Linked DNA regions of Cricetulus griseus: region 2 is linked to region 1. The links are chromatin contacts, called in public Hi-C maps. All regions are on one chromosome and are shown on one strand. The core of a region is the stretch at or near the end of the contact, and the rest is flanking DNA. Distances in the headings are between cores, read along the strand shown. Region 1 holds the start of Cdipt (CDP-diacylglycerol--inositol 3-phosphatidyltransferase). Region 2 holds the start of CUNH16orf92.

Evidence for each region. Hi-C and Micro-C count contacts between places; a contact is called where the count stands out from the background.
Region 2: a contact with region 1 is called in a Hi-C map of fibroblasts, with 2.5 times the contacts expected there. The contact joins the promoter of CUNH16orf92 here to the promoter of Cdipt in region 1. A contact is called at or near these places in 3 of 8 Hi-C or Micro-C datasets (the CHL-YN cell line, the CHO-K1 cell line and fibroblasts).

Annotation. Positions count from the first base shown.
Region 1 is chr3:73,774,263-73,781,659 of CriGri-PICRH-1.0, forward strand. Cdipt (CDP-diacylglycerol--inositol 3-phosphatidyltransferase) reads right to left here and starts at 2,693. Exons shown (of 6, transcript XM_027404593.2): 1 at 2,293-2,693; 2 at 2,063-2,197; 3 at 421-574. The coding sequence starts at 2,335. It overlaps LOC100754044 (putative protein T-ENOL), which reads left to right and starts at 2,767. Exons shown (of 6, transcript XM_035442205.1): 1 at 2,767-2,895; 2 at 3,706-3,790; 3 at 4,029-4,179; 4 at 4,780-4,837; 5 at 6,007-6,090; 6 at 6,335-6,617. The coding sequence starts at 3,710. The coding sequence ends at 6,356.
Region 2 is chr3:73,907,753-73,912,130 of CriGri-PICRH-1.0, forward strand. CUNH16orf92 reads left to right here and starts at 1,376. Exons shown (of 4, transcript XM_027404721.2): 1 at 1,376-1,445; 2 at 1,980-2,138; 3 at 2,209-2,296; 4 at 2,386-2,407. The coding sequence starts at 1,376. The coding sequence ends at 2,407. It overlaps Tlcd3b (ceramide synthase), which reads right to left. Exons shown (of 5, transcript XM_027404623.2): 4 at 4,225-4,320; 5 at 2,719-3,690. The coding sequence ends at 3,403.

The DNA of each region.
Region 1 (7,397 bases), core at 1,443-3,942:
TCCCTAGGTGGGGGCAAACTCAGGATTAAATGCCACACCATAAAGCACCCGTGCTTCTCCCCGAATTTGGAATCCAAAAATATCCAGCCAGGCCCATGCTAGAAATTGCTTAAGCCACCTGTAAACATGACAAGTTCACTCAGAGACACGGCACTCACCCAGGGACTTAAAAAGTGGCCTCAGCTAAGGGTACGGCCATGCTGGCATATCATTCTAGCACTCAGGGGGCTGAAGTGGGAAGACTGTCATGAATTTGAGGCCTACCTGGGCACACACTAAATTCTAAGCAAGCCTTGGGCTGCTGTCTCAAGGGGGAAAGAAAAAGGAAGACCTCTCTCAGGGAGCCTGAAGTCATCCCAGTCGCCCTCCCACTGTAATGTCTTCCACCCATCAGCAAGCACCCCCAGCTTCACAGCAGACCTGTGCAGATGCAGCCAGTGACTGGCCACGTCCAAGCTCATGCTGAGCTGGAAGAGAAGGGTGGCTCGAGGGTACAGAAGGGCCAGGTTGACCAAGAGACACATGGTGGAACAACGGTCCGTCAGCATGTCAAGCATGGCCCCAAACCGGGTTCCTGAAAAATAATTAAGTTGAAAAAATTAAGTTGGAGGGACTGTTTGGCACAGCGGATCCATAACAGGTTGCCCACATCTGGCCTACCACTCGGGGCCGAGTAGGAAAGGAGTGTGAAAATGTCTTCTTCCATCTACACTTGAGGAGGAAAGCAGGCTGCTGTCATAGATGGTGAAGCCAGTTGGATGGGGATTATGAGGACAGGAAGTGAGAAGGCATGGGGCTGTGGCAGGAGAGCTGCTGGAGAAATAGAGAAGCTCTATCTTCAACTCCTCTAATCCAGAACCAAGGCCCCAAAGAAAAGCAAGCAGATCCCAAGTCTAAGGGGCAGTGTAAGAGATGGATCTGGAGAACTCATTAGTCAAAGCTCCAAACACCACCTGCTTCCCCCCACCCTGCTCAAACCCCTTCTGGAGTCCCTACTGTCTGTGACTAGCACATAGTAGCCCCCTAGTAAACACCTGTTGAATGGAATTTTACTTTATTTACTTATATTTTTTTAAAGCTTATTTATCTTTTATTTTATGGTATGAGTGTTTGTCTACGCATATGTACGTGCATCCCATGTGTGCCTGGTGCCCACAGAGGCCAGAAGACAACACTGGATCCCCTGGAATTGGAGTTATAGGTGGTTTGTAAGCCACCATGTGGGAACTGGGAACCAAACCTAGGTCCTGTACAAGAGCAGTAAACAGCTGGGCGTTGGTGGCGCACGCCTTTAATCCCAGCACTCTGGAGGCAGAGGCAGGTGGATCTCTGTGAGTTCAAGACCTGCCTGGTCTACAAGAGCTAATTCCAGGACAGCCTCCAAAGTCACAGAGAAACTCTGTCTCTGAAAAAACAACAACAACAAAACAAAAACAAAAACAGAGCAGTAAACATTTCTTTTGTTTGTTTGAGACAGGGTTTTCTGTGTTAACAGCCAGAACTGGAACTCACTCTGTAGACCAGGCTGGCCTTGAACTCACAAGGCCTCTGCCTACTGAGAGCTGGGGATTAAAGGCCTGCTCCGCCACCACCACCCAGCCAAGCAGTTAAGTTTTCTAAATTTATCCTCTGAGCCATCTCTCCAGCCCCAATGACTTTTATTTTTGCAGGATTTTGCTGTGTAGCCCTGGCTCACCTTGTACTCAATATGCAGCCTAAGAGGACTTTTGACTTGGAGCAATCTTTCTGTCTGCCTTTCCAGTGCTGGAATTACAGGCAAGAGCCACCATGCCCGACCCGAAGGGAATTTATCCAGAGAGACCTCTTCCATTCACAAGGCTATGTCCACTTTAGGTCATACTGTTAAGTCACACCCTTCATAAGGCGTGAACAGTCGGTACTAAAGAGCAAGCTTAAATCCCAGGCTTAAATCATCGCAAAAACCCCTGTTTTGTTTTCTTACAGAGATGGGAATGAGCCATCTACCTCTGAGGTTCTGGGAAAGCAAGAAAAGGGCAGGGGAATGTTGGTTCCCCAAGTGGTGGTGGTAGAGTTCTGTCACCTTGATTAAGGGCTCGAGCTGCGTGTCCATCGAAGGCGTCTAGAAGTCCACTGAGTAGATAGAAGGAGGAGGCCGTGAAGGGGCAGCAGGGCATGAAGTAGAAGGAAATGATGGCGAAGACAATCCGGGCATAACCTTGGGACAGGAAGGGAAAGGGACAGGTTGTGATCTGGAAGCCAGCTCACGGTCCCTCGCCCTCCGCTAGGGTAGGGGCCACAGACAGCACTCACCGATAAGGTTAGGCACGAAGAGGAAGATATTTTCCTCTGGCATCCTGGCGGTTCCCCTTGTCGCCCTGGCCCAGCTCTGGAGGTGCAAGGACTTGTCCCAGTCTCACCAGCGCGGCCTCACCTTTCAGCGCGGAACATCAGCCGCTCCACCTGAGCCCGGGGCCCAGTTCCCCCGCGCAACCCCAGTTATTAGAGCCCGCAGGGCGCCAGGGCGCAGGACGCCCCTGGGCGCAGCTCACGCACCCCTGGCCTTCCGATGGGCAGGAGCTGTCGTCTCCAGCAGCTGGCTCCGCTGCTGGCTGCGCCCGGCTCCCCTAGGCTTACTCTTCTGTCGGGGACGTTAACAGCATCGGAGGAAGGAGAGAGCGGTGTTTTAAATATAAATAAATAAATTAAATAAATAGTAGCTGAGGCCCCTTTAAGGTCTGCCTGCTTCCTTTTCCTGCCGGCGCCCCTTGGTTCGGCTCGTACCAACGCACCGAGGGAGGGAGGGAGCTGAGAGCCATCCGCAGAGGAAGGAACTGGAAAGGGAAAAGCAGAAGAGACCTGAAAGAGAGTCCTCATTTTTTATTTTACAGAGGGAGTAAACTCCTGGAGGCAAAGGTAAGGCGGTGAGATTCCGGCGTCCCGAATTTGAGCCTCCCCGAGAAACCGGGTGACTTAGTACAACCCACATCGCTTCCCCGCCCGCTACGTCTGCGGCCGCGATCGCTCTCCCGGACCCAGGCGGGAAAGAGATGGCTAGAGAGGCTCGGGGCGCGCCTGACTCTTGCTTCTAGCGCCGCCCTGGTGGTGGGAGGATTAGAGCCCAGGTTCCACCCTACGTCATCTCCCAAATGCCTCGAAATAACGCTGGGGTCACCACCTCCAAGGAGGAACCTGGAGAGTAGCCGTGGCACGCTAGGAAAATGTCTTTAGTTCTAGAACCTTCAGTATCCTAGCAACGGAACTATAGAACCTCCGCAAACATTTAGGTCTTTATAGCAACCCAGAGCAGCTCTTCCCTGGCTCTCCCTCTTTCCAACCTTCCGCCCCAATCCCAACTCCCTATCCCCTGAGGCCCATCATAGGGTCCTCTTAAACCTCTCCATCTCCCCTCCCGCCGAGTAGCCCATCAACCCATCAGCCAGGTCGGGGGCTGCATGTTGGCTGCCTTGCCTTAGGAAGAGCCTTGGCAGAGAAGAAGAAAAAAGGGCTTTGGAGGGAATGGGGGAGGAAGTTACTCTGAGAGCCCTTCCCCTCAAAGTTATAGGCAAAACACCAAACTTTTTCAAGGACAGGGCTGAGACAGTGGGGTGTTTGAGCTATAGGCATGGACTAAATCTGGGCCCAGAGAGATGGGGTATCTGTGGGGGGTGGGGTGGGGGGGTGGTGGGGAAGTTTCTCCGTCTTAACCCAAACTTTGTGTTCCAGGGGGATGGCATCCACATCTGCCAGGAATGGGGATACAAAAGACAGCTGGCCACCTCAAACTCCAGCCTCCTTAGGTGGAGGGCAGGTGAACAACAGCGGGAATGTGAAAGAGGGAAGGGAAGCAAGGCAGGCAGTCTGGCTGTAAGCCACGCGCCTTTATCCTTAGTCCTGAAGTCTCACAGACTGCGTTCTGGGTCAAGGGCCTTTCAGTCATATCACACAGCTCAACCTTCTAATACCAGATTCCTCAGACGTAGAGCCTGCAGCCTGGAAGACAACAGACGGGTGGGAATTTGCAGACTGAGTTCTAACTTCCTTTCCAGAAAGTCTCATTATCCCGTTCTGAAGAATTCCTGAGCCAGATCAGCGCAGAACTTACTGATGAAGCACTGTTTATTGCTCGATCCTACATGAACTCTGTGCCCATCAAGGAAAAGCAGACAAAAGACCAAGGGACTCAGATATCTAGACATGGTGAATTTTCCCTCTTCATCTAGGGACCAGTTCCTGACTCCTTTCTAGCCATAGCTGACCTCCCCAGGAATCTGCCCATTTTTCCTCCTCAGTGCCAGTCCTAGGCACAGTGCTCCCTACCCTGTAACCCACTCATTGTTGCTAGCCAGGAGTCCCTTGCCCCCATTCACTCTAGCCACAGCTCTTTCTAACCATGGGGAAAGTCCCTTCTCTAACTGGAGCCTCTATTTCCAGTGTTCTTCAACAAATCCCGCGGCACAGATACACGGTAAATGAGGCTCTGCCCTGGGAGAAGGGTGAGGAGCTTGTGGATGAGAGCAAGGGTTTATAACATCCCAGCAGGGTACGGGGAATTTGTTTTTTTGTTTTTGTTTTTGTTTTTGGTTTTTTTTGGAGACAGGGTTTCTCTGTGGCTTTGGAGGCTGCCATGGAACTAGCTCTTGTAGACCAGGCTGGTCTCGAACTCACAGAGATCCGCCTGCCCCTGCCTCCCGAGCGCTGAGATTAAAGGTGTGCGCCACCAACACTCAGCTAAGTACAGGGAGTTTTGATCCTGCAGATTACCATGCTCAGCTTTCTTTCTTCTTCTGCCATCTCCAGCTCTGACAGAAATCGAACCCGCAGCAAGGCACACCTTCTACCATCTCCTCGTGAAAAGGTTTGTATAAGGTCATTCAGTTTCAACATTTCCAGTTTCCACTATGTGCCCCTCCCCATGTTAGAAGTTTGGGACACACAGAATGCACTATAATATAGACTCAGCCCTTGAAGAATTCAGAGGTTTGTTGGTTTGTGATAGGGTCTCACTATGTAGCTTACTTGACCTGACATTTGCTATGTAGACCAGGCTGACCTTGAACTCAAAATGATCTGCCTGCCTCTGCCTCCTCAGTGCTAGGATTAAAGGTGTGCCATTTAATTTGCCATTCTCAGCAAAATTCAGTTTAGAATTAGGCCAGGTCAAGTTAACGGCAATGACAGCATGATATGGAAGGGTGCTACCTAAGAAGAGAAAACAGTAAGACTGTTTTTGCCTCATCTTCAACTGGGCGAGGAAGGAAAGGTATCATGGAACTTCCTGAAGAAGGTAACACTCAAAGAAAGAACTTTCATCAGGCTGTGGTGACTCACGCCTTTAATCCCAGCACTGGGGAGGCAGAGGCAGGTTGATCTCAATTAGTTTGAGGCCAGCCTGGTCTAAAAAGGAAAAAAAAAAAGAGAATTTTCTAGGAAAACAGCTCTGATATAAGTAGTCTAAGCAGTAAGATTGTATAACCCAAGGCACAAGGAGGTATCTTAGTGAGGTTGTGAGCAGCAGCTTGTATGATCTAGGGCCTGCCAGGCTTGGTGGCTCACACCTTTAGTCTCAGCACTCTGGAGGCAGAGTGGGTAAGTCCTGTGAGTTCAAGGACAACTTGGTCTACATAGTGAGTTCAAGGTCAGCCAGGGCCACATAGACCCTGTCCCCAAAAAAATAACTAGATAAATAATAAATAAATTTTTAAATTAAGGGCTGGAGAGATGGCTCAGAGGTTAACAGCACTGGCTGCTCTCCCAGAGGTCCTGAGTTCAATTCCTAGCAACCGCGGTGGCTCACAACCATCTGTAATGAAATCTGGTGCCCTCTTCTGGCGTACAGGCATACATGCAGGCAGAACACACACACACACACACACACACACACACACACACACACACACACACAAAGCAGACAAATGTTAGATGGGGAGTGGATGAATGAGTTGAAGACATAGGAGGCACATGGGTAAATGGATGAATGGATATGTTGACTGAGCATGTACTGAGCACTTGCTGTATGGCCAGCAGCACTGTCCTGGAGTGCAGCACCGAGCAAAATAAAGCCCCTGCTCTCCAGAAGTGGGAGATGAAAGATGAGTGGTGGGAAGATAGGTGAGTAATGAATGGGTGAGCATGTGGATGGAGCGGAAGGATGGGGAAGGGATGATGGATAGACTTGTAAGTGAACACATGGAATGAGGATGTAGGTGAATGTGTCCTTGGAGAGAGGGGTTATGAGAGAAGTTGAGCATGGTGGCTCTATTCAGGGGTGGTGCATGGCTTGGATGGCGGGGTGAAGGAAGGATAAACCAGACTCCTTAAGAGAAAAGAATCAGCAGTTGGCTCTGTCTTCCAGGGAGCCCTCCCCAACAGCCTGACAACTGGAGGATGATCCCTATTGCTGCTCTCTCGGCCTCTTGCCCTCCCCACTTTGCTCCTCAGTGAAAGCCTCAAAGCCCCTCTCTTGCAACTTGCTAACCACCTCATCTTGGGAGGAACTCCTGGTCATCAGCGATGCTACCTTTGAAACCAACAAGTCTTTGGACCAGTTGCAGGACTTCTCTACCTTCCTTGGACAATTACACTACTCATGATAAAGCGTTTAATAAAGAGCCAGGGATCCTCCCTTCCCACACACATCAGAGTGTTCCGGAGTGGCTTCTGGAGGGGGCGTGCCTTTCTTACAGAGGGCATAGTGCATGTCACTGTATTCCTGGAATCCAATTGTCAGCTACCTGCTGGACCCAAACTCGTTCTCTAGCATTTTGTGGCTAACTGCATCATGTAGGAGGCCACTCATGCTGCCTTTGCTGTCACCTTGGGCTCTGAGATTTTGGGGTCTCATGTTTATGACAACATGCTAATTTGTTACCAGACAGAAGGTGATGCAGAAGGCTCTGAGGAGTTTGTTTCAGGCCCAGTTTGGCCATGTATTTGCCCCTCTGAGAAAGTCCATTCACCTCTCTCAACCTTAGTTTCTTCAATTGAAAACTGAGTAGCCTGGTGATGGTACCTTTAATCCCAGCACCTGGGAGGCAGAGGCATGTGGATCTCTGTGAGTTTGAGGCCAGCCTAATCTACATAGTGAGTTTAGGACAGCTAGGGCTACCTAGTGAGACCCTAGCTCAAAAAGCAAACAAAATGCAAACAACTAAACAAACAAAAAATCTGTGAGTAATAAATTACCCCAGTTTTACAAGACCCTTACAAGGATTAAAAAAAAAAAAAAACAATGCAAGGTAGGTATGGCAGTAATTCCTGTAATCCTAGCATTCAGTGGGCAGAGGCTCTACTCTGCTTATAATGTACATCAAACATTATAGAGGAAAGGGGGCATTCTTGGTAGACATGTAATAGCAGGTATGTTTAACATGCCAGGAAGCTGGGTATGGTGGCATGCACCTTTAATCTCAGTACTT
Region 2 (4,378 bases), core at 126-2,625, 130 kb after region 1:
ACATGGACACCTGAGTTCACAAACACACTAAACATATCAATGAAAATCAATTCCAGCACTCCGGAGGCAGAGGTAGGCGGATCTCTGTGACTTCGAGACCAGCCTGGTCTACGAAAAAAAAAAAAAAAAAAAAAAAAAAAAAAAAAAAAAAAAAAAAAAAGAAAGAAGGAAAAAGAAAAAAGAAAAGAAAAGCAAAGCGCATAGTGGCAAGGCTGTTATGTGGATAACAGGTGGGTTGTTGAGGGAAAGACAGGACCCTTTAGCGAGGAGCCACCTAGGAGCTAGTGGAGCAACAGAGTAGCTAGGAGTCTGTATAACAAGCGCAGGCAATAGCGCAATCAAGGGAGACCCTGAAATGTCCTTGGCCCGGGTGGGATGGAATATATTTGTGATAGACAGGCCTAACTGCCAATCAGAGGCGAGCTACCTCTTACAACTCGAGACGGGGCCTGTGGAGTGCAAGTCGCAATTAGGAAGTGACACCAGGAGGACTGTGGGAACTAGAGGGGAGAGACGAGGATGTGAGGTATGTGGCTTGGTGGTGGTGGTGCGCACACACGCCACCAATGCCACAAAGGAGAAACTGAGTTACAGTGAGGTGATTAAACTAGGTTCTTTGAATGGTCAAGAGACTAGCTTTGGAATAAGCTGGGGGAGTCCAGTCCACTCTCGACAGCAGCCAGTCCCCGGAGAGAAGCCTGCTTGCCGCACCCGGTGTGACCTGTGGGAGAGATGATGGCACGGTCTGACGAACACTGCTGCCACCTGGTGGAAAAGACTGCTGTTTCGTCTCTGTGCGCTTCTATCTCTGCTAAGCACTAAGACCAAGTCTCAGCGCAGACCCTTGACTGCACTAGGGGAGCCCCAGATAGAAAAATGCACACCTTGGAAAGTGTAAAGCCTCCACCCATCTCTTCCCCTACACATTGGTTTGCTCCTCCCTCTTAAGGCTTCTGAAAATTACATAAGCCTAACAAAATTGCATTCTGTGCAAATTTCTTGGCATTTTAATAAGTATTCAATAAATAATAGTTGTGGTTGATCCAAAGGACAACTGGAGCTGTGTAGCCCACTTTACCTCCCAAATATAGCTGCTGCACAAATGCATGGTTGCATAGTCCTAGCTAAGTTCTAGGACACTGGTGACAATTGACTGAACCCAAGGCCTTGTGTATGCTGAGCAAAAGCTGTCTCTCCCTGAGCCACAGCCCCAGACCTCCACCACTGTTACTGTTGTTGTCAGTGTGGTCCCTGAGGATGAGGTTCAGTGGGCCCTTCTGCATCAGGAACTGGAAGGACCCCACAGTCAGGCTACCGGAATGGCTCTGGCCTGTGACATCATAGAATCCCACGCATTCCTAGCAGTGAAGGGGTTATGAAGCTGCGGCAGTGGGTGTCCGTATGGGTGTGCCTGTGGATGGCTGAACTGGGGACTGTAGAAACAGGTGGGAAGCTGGGGCTCGGGGATGCAGGAATAAAGGAGGCTTGAGAGCAAGGAGAAAGCTTGGCTGTGACCAGGAGGCCAGCTCAGCCTCAGGCCTTTCTCCCCACCTCTTCCCTCCCTTCCCCTCCTCTTCCCAGTCCTTTCCCCTCCTCTCCCTCTTTCTTTGTTTCCCTCTCTTCCTCCCTCGCTCCCTCTCTCCCTTTTCATTTTATTGTATTGTTTTCAGACAAAGATTCACTCTGTAACCCAGGCTGACCTAGAGCTCACTATACAGCCCAAGCAGACTTCAGACTTGCAGCAATCTTTTTTGCCTTTGCTTCCCAAGTGATAGAATTAGAGCCTTGAGCCAAGGCTCTTCAGCCAACCTTTCCCTTTGATTTTGCATTGGTGTCCCTGTCTCAGACTTGGTGGGCTTCTGATAGGAGCTCGGCCAGCCCAGGGGACAGAACAGGCAGGGCCCTGAGTTTGCCTGACCTCTGGGGGTAGGCACAGTGGGTCTGCAGGGCTCTAGTCACAGACTTTGCTTTGTTCCTAGCACCAAGAAGAGATGTCACCAAGGCCTCGACACCAGGAGCCGACACCCAGCTCTTCATAGACAGGCCTGACTTCTTTGACTACCCAGACTCAGACCAAGATAGTCTTTTTGCTGTGGCCCAGTTTATTGGAGAGAAACCTGTGACCTTTGTTAAGACAGGTATGAATCAGCTTGATCAAGGGGTCCCCCTCCTGGCAGGGCCTGGAGAAAATCTGCTCTTGTCTGGCAGGTTCCGGCCCTGGGCTCTTCCAGCACATCCTGGTGGGCATGTTGGCAGTGGCTTTCTTCCTCTTCCTTTTCCAGTTCTGCACGCACGTGTGAGTTCTGTCCCCACTTCCTGCCCTACCCCTGCCAGAGGTCCCAAGTCTCCCATGACCCCTCCCAATTTGATCTCCACACTCCTCAGGAGCTTCCAGAAAGGAGCCTAAACGAGCTGGCCAGGAGCCCTGGACCCTGCTGTGTGCCACACACCTACCAGGTCTTCTGCTGAGAAATAAAGGCGGTGCCTCCTTCCTTCCTGGCTGAGCAGTGGCCCTCCATGTGGCCATCCACACCTCCCCTTCTTCCCAGGCTGCCCTGTGGCCCTCTATGTGGCCATCCACCCCCCCCCCATCGCCTCCTTCCTTCCTCACAGCTCATTGGCCCTCTATGTAGTCATCGCCCTCCCTTCCCAGCCCCCCAAAACTGGACACGAGGGTCTTGCTGGCGTTCACGAAGATCGTCTTTATTAGCGGTCTGTAAAAGCACCTCCCAGGGTCAGTGACCCCAGATTGGAGGAAGCCGTGAGAGGTCTGTAGCACCAGGGACAAGCCAGGGCCCGAGGGCGAAATGTGCAGCCTAACGGAAGGGACTGGTGCCCTTGCCTGCCCCCAGGGTTGCTCAGCGCTGGGAAGGTTGTAGGGGAGCAATTACCTCCCTCCCCACACCCCAACAAATTAGAGCTAGGCGAATAAATAAATAAGGTTCCTCAGGTTGGTCTCCACAGGAAGGCTCTGTGGGGATCCCCTGCCCCCTGGTGGCCCCCTTGGGATGAGTTAGGGTGTCTTCTCTCTCCCAGGTGATGGGGAGCAGAGAGGGATTTGCAGCAGCGGAGCTGGGATGTCCTTGGCAGCGGGGCCACCCCCATGTCCCTTGACTCATTGGTCCCACTGAGCCCAGCTCTCCAGACCTCGGCACACTGTCTAACATTCCCTCTTCCTTGCATTTTGTGAGGCCGGAAGAGCCTCTTTATCCCGGTCCCCTCTCTCCCTGCCTTCCAATCATCCGACCTCAGCTCCTGAGGGTGTTTAGCTCCTCCCCGTTCTGAGTCCTTCTGTCTTGGGCCTGTCAAGGCAAGGGACTCCTGGCTCTCACCCCCCCCACCCACTGGCCCCAAAGCTCTGTCTCCACAGGGGCTGGGGAGGGGGGTTCCCAGGCCCCAGCCTCAGTCCTGAGTCTGACAAGGAGAGGGTGGTGGGGAACCTCGGGGTCGGAAGAGGCGGCAGGCCCCGCGGCAAATGAGGAAGAACCAGTAGAGCTGGGGTGCGAGCAGCAGCGCGGCGCCCAGGTTGACGTGGGCCGGGATGGCCAGGGGCACTGAGAGCAGGGGCAGGCCGGCGTGGCGCCCGTAGGCCCAGTACAGGTAAGGGAAGAGCAGCACCCGGCAGCACAGGAAGCTGAGCAGCATCAGGGCGCCGTTCACCTTGTGCAACAACGTGTGCTGCTGCTTGTACTGTGGACAGAACAACGTGGAAGGAGAGGGAGAGGCCTCTCTACACAGCCGCCTCCCCTGCGCCCCGCCTATGGCTCCTCCCCCACCTGTCACTGCACCTGCTCAGTTCGCTTTTTCCTTCCTTCCTTCCTTCCTTCCTTCCTTCCTTCCTTCTTTCTTTCTTTCTTTCTTTCAATCTTTGGTTTGTTTTTGAGACAGGTTTCTCTGTGTAAACAGTCCTGACTGTCCTGAAACTCATGTTGTAGACCAGGCTGGCATCGAACTCACAGCGAAAGATACACCTGCTTCTGTCTCCCAAGTGTGGGGATTAAAGGCATGCACCACCACTGCCCAGCTTTATTCTTGTCTTTTGAGATAGACTCCCACAATTACCCAGGCTGGTCTCAAATTCATGATCTTCCTGCCTCAGCCTTCCCAGTGCCAGTGTTGTAGGCACATACCCCTATGCTGAAAGGTTGCATGGCCTTTAAGAATTCCCCAAATTCCCCAGACATGCCCACCCCACATGCCTTTAGGCCCTCTGATCATTCTCACCTGGATGAGGATCTTGCCCAGGCAGACGAAGGGTGTGCTGACCTCGGCCATCAACATGCAGCCTAGAAAGAAATCTCCCTTGCCCTGTCGCCACACCTGAGGGAAAAGGCAAGAGTCTAAGGAGCTGTGTCTTCCTTCACCTCACTCTTATCAG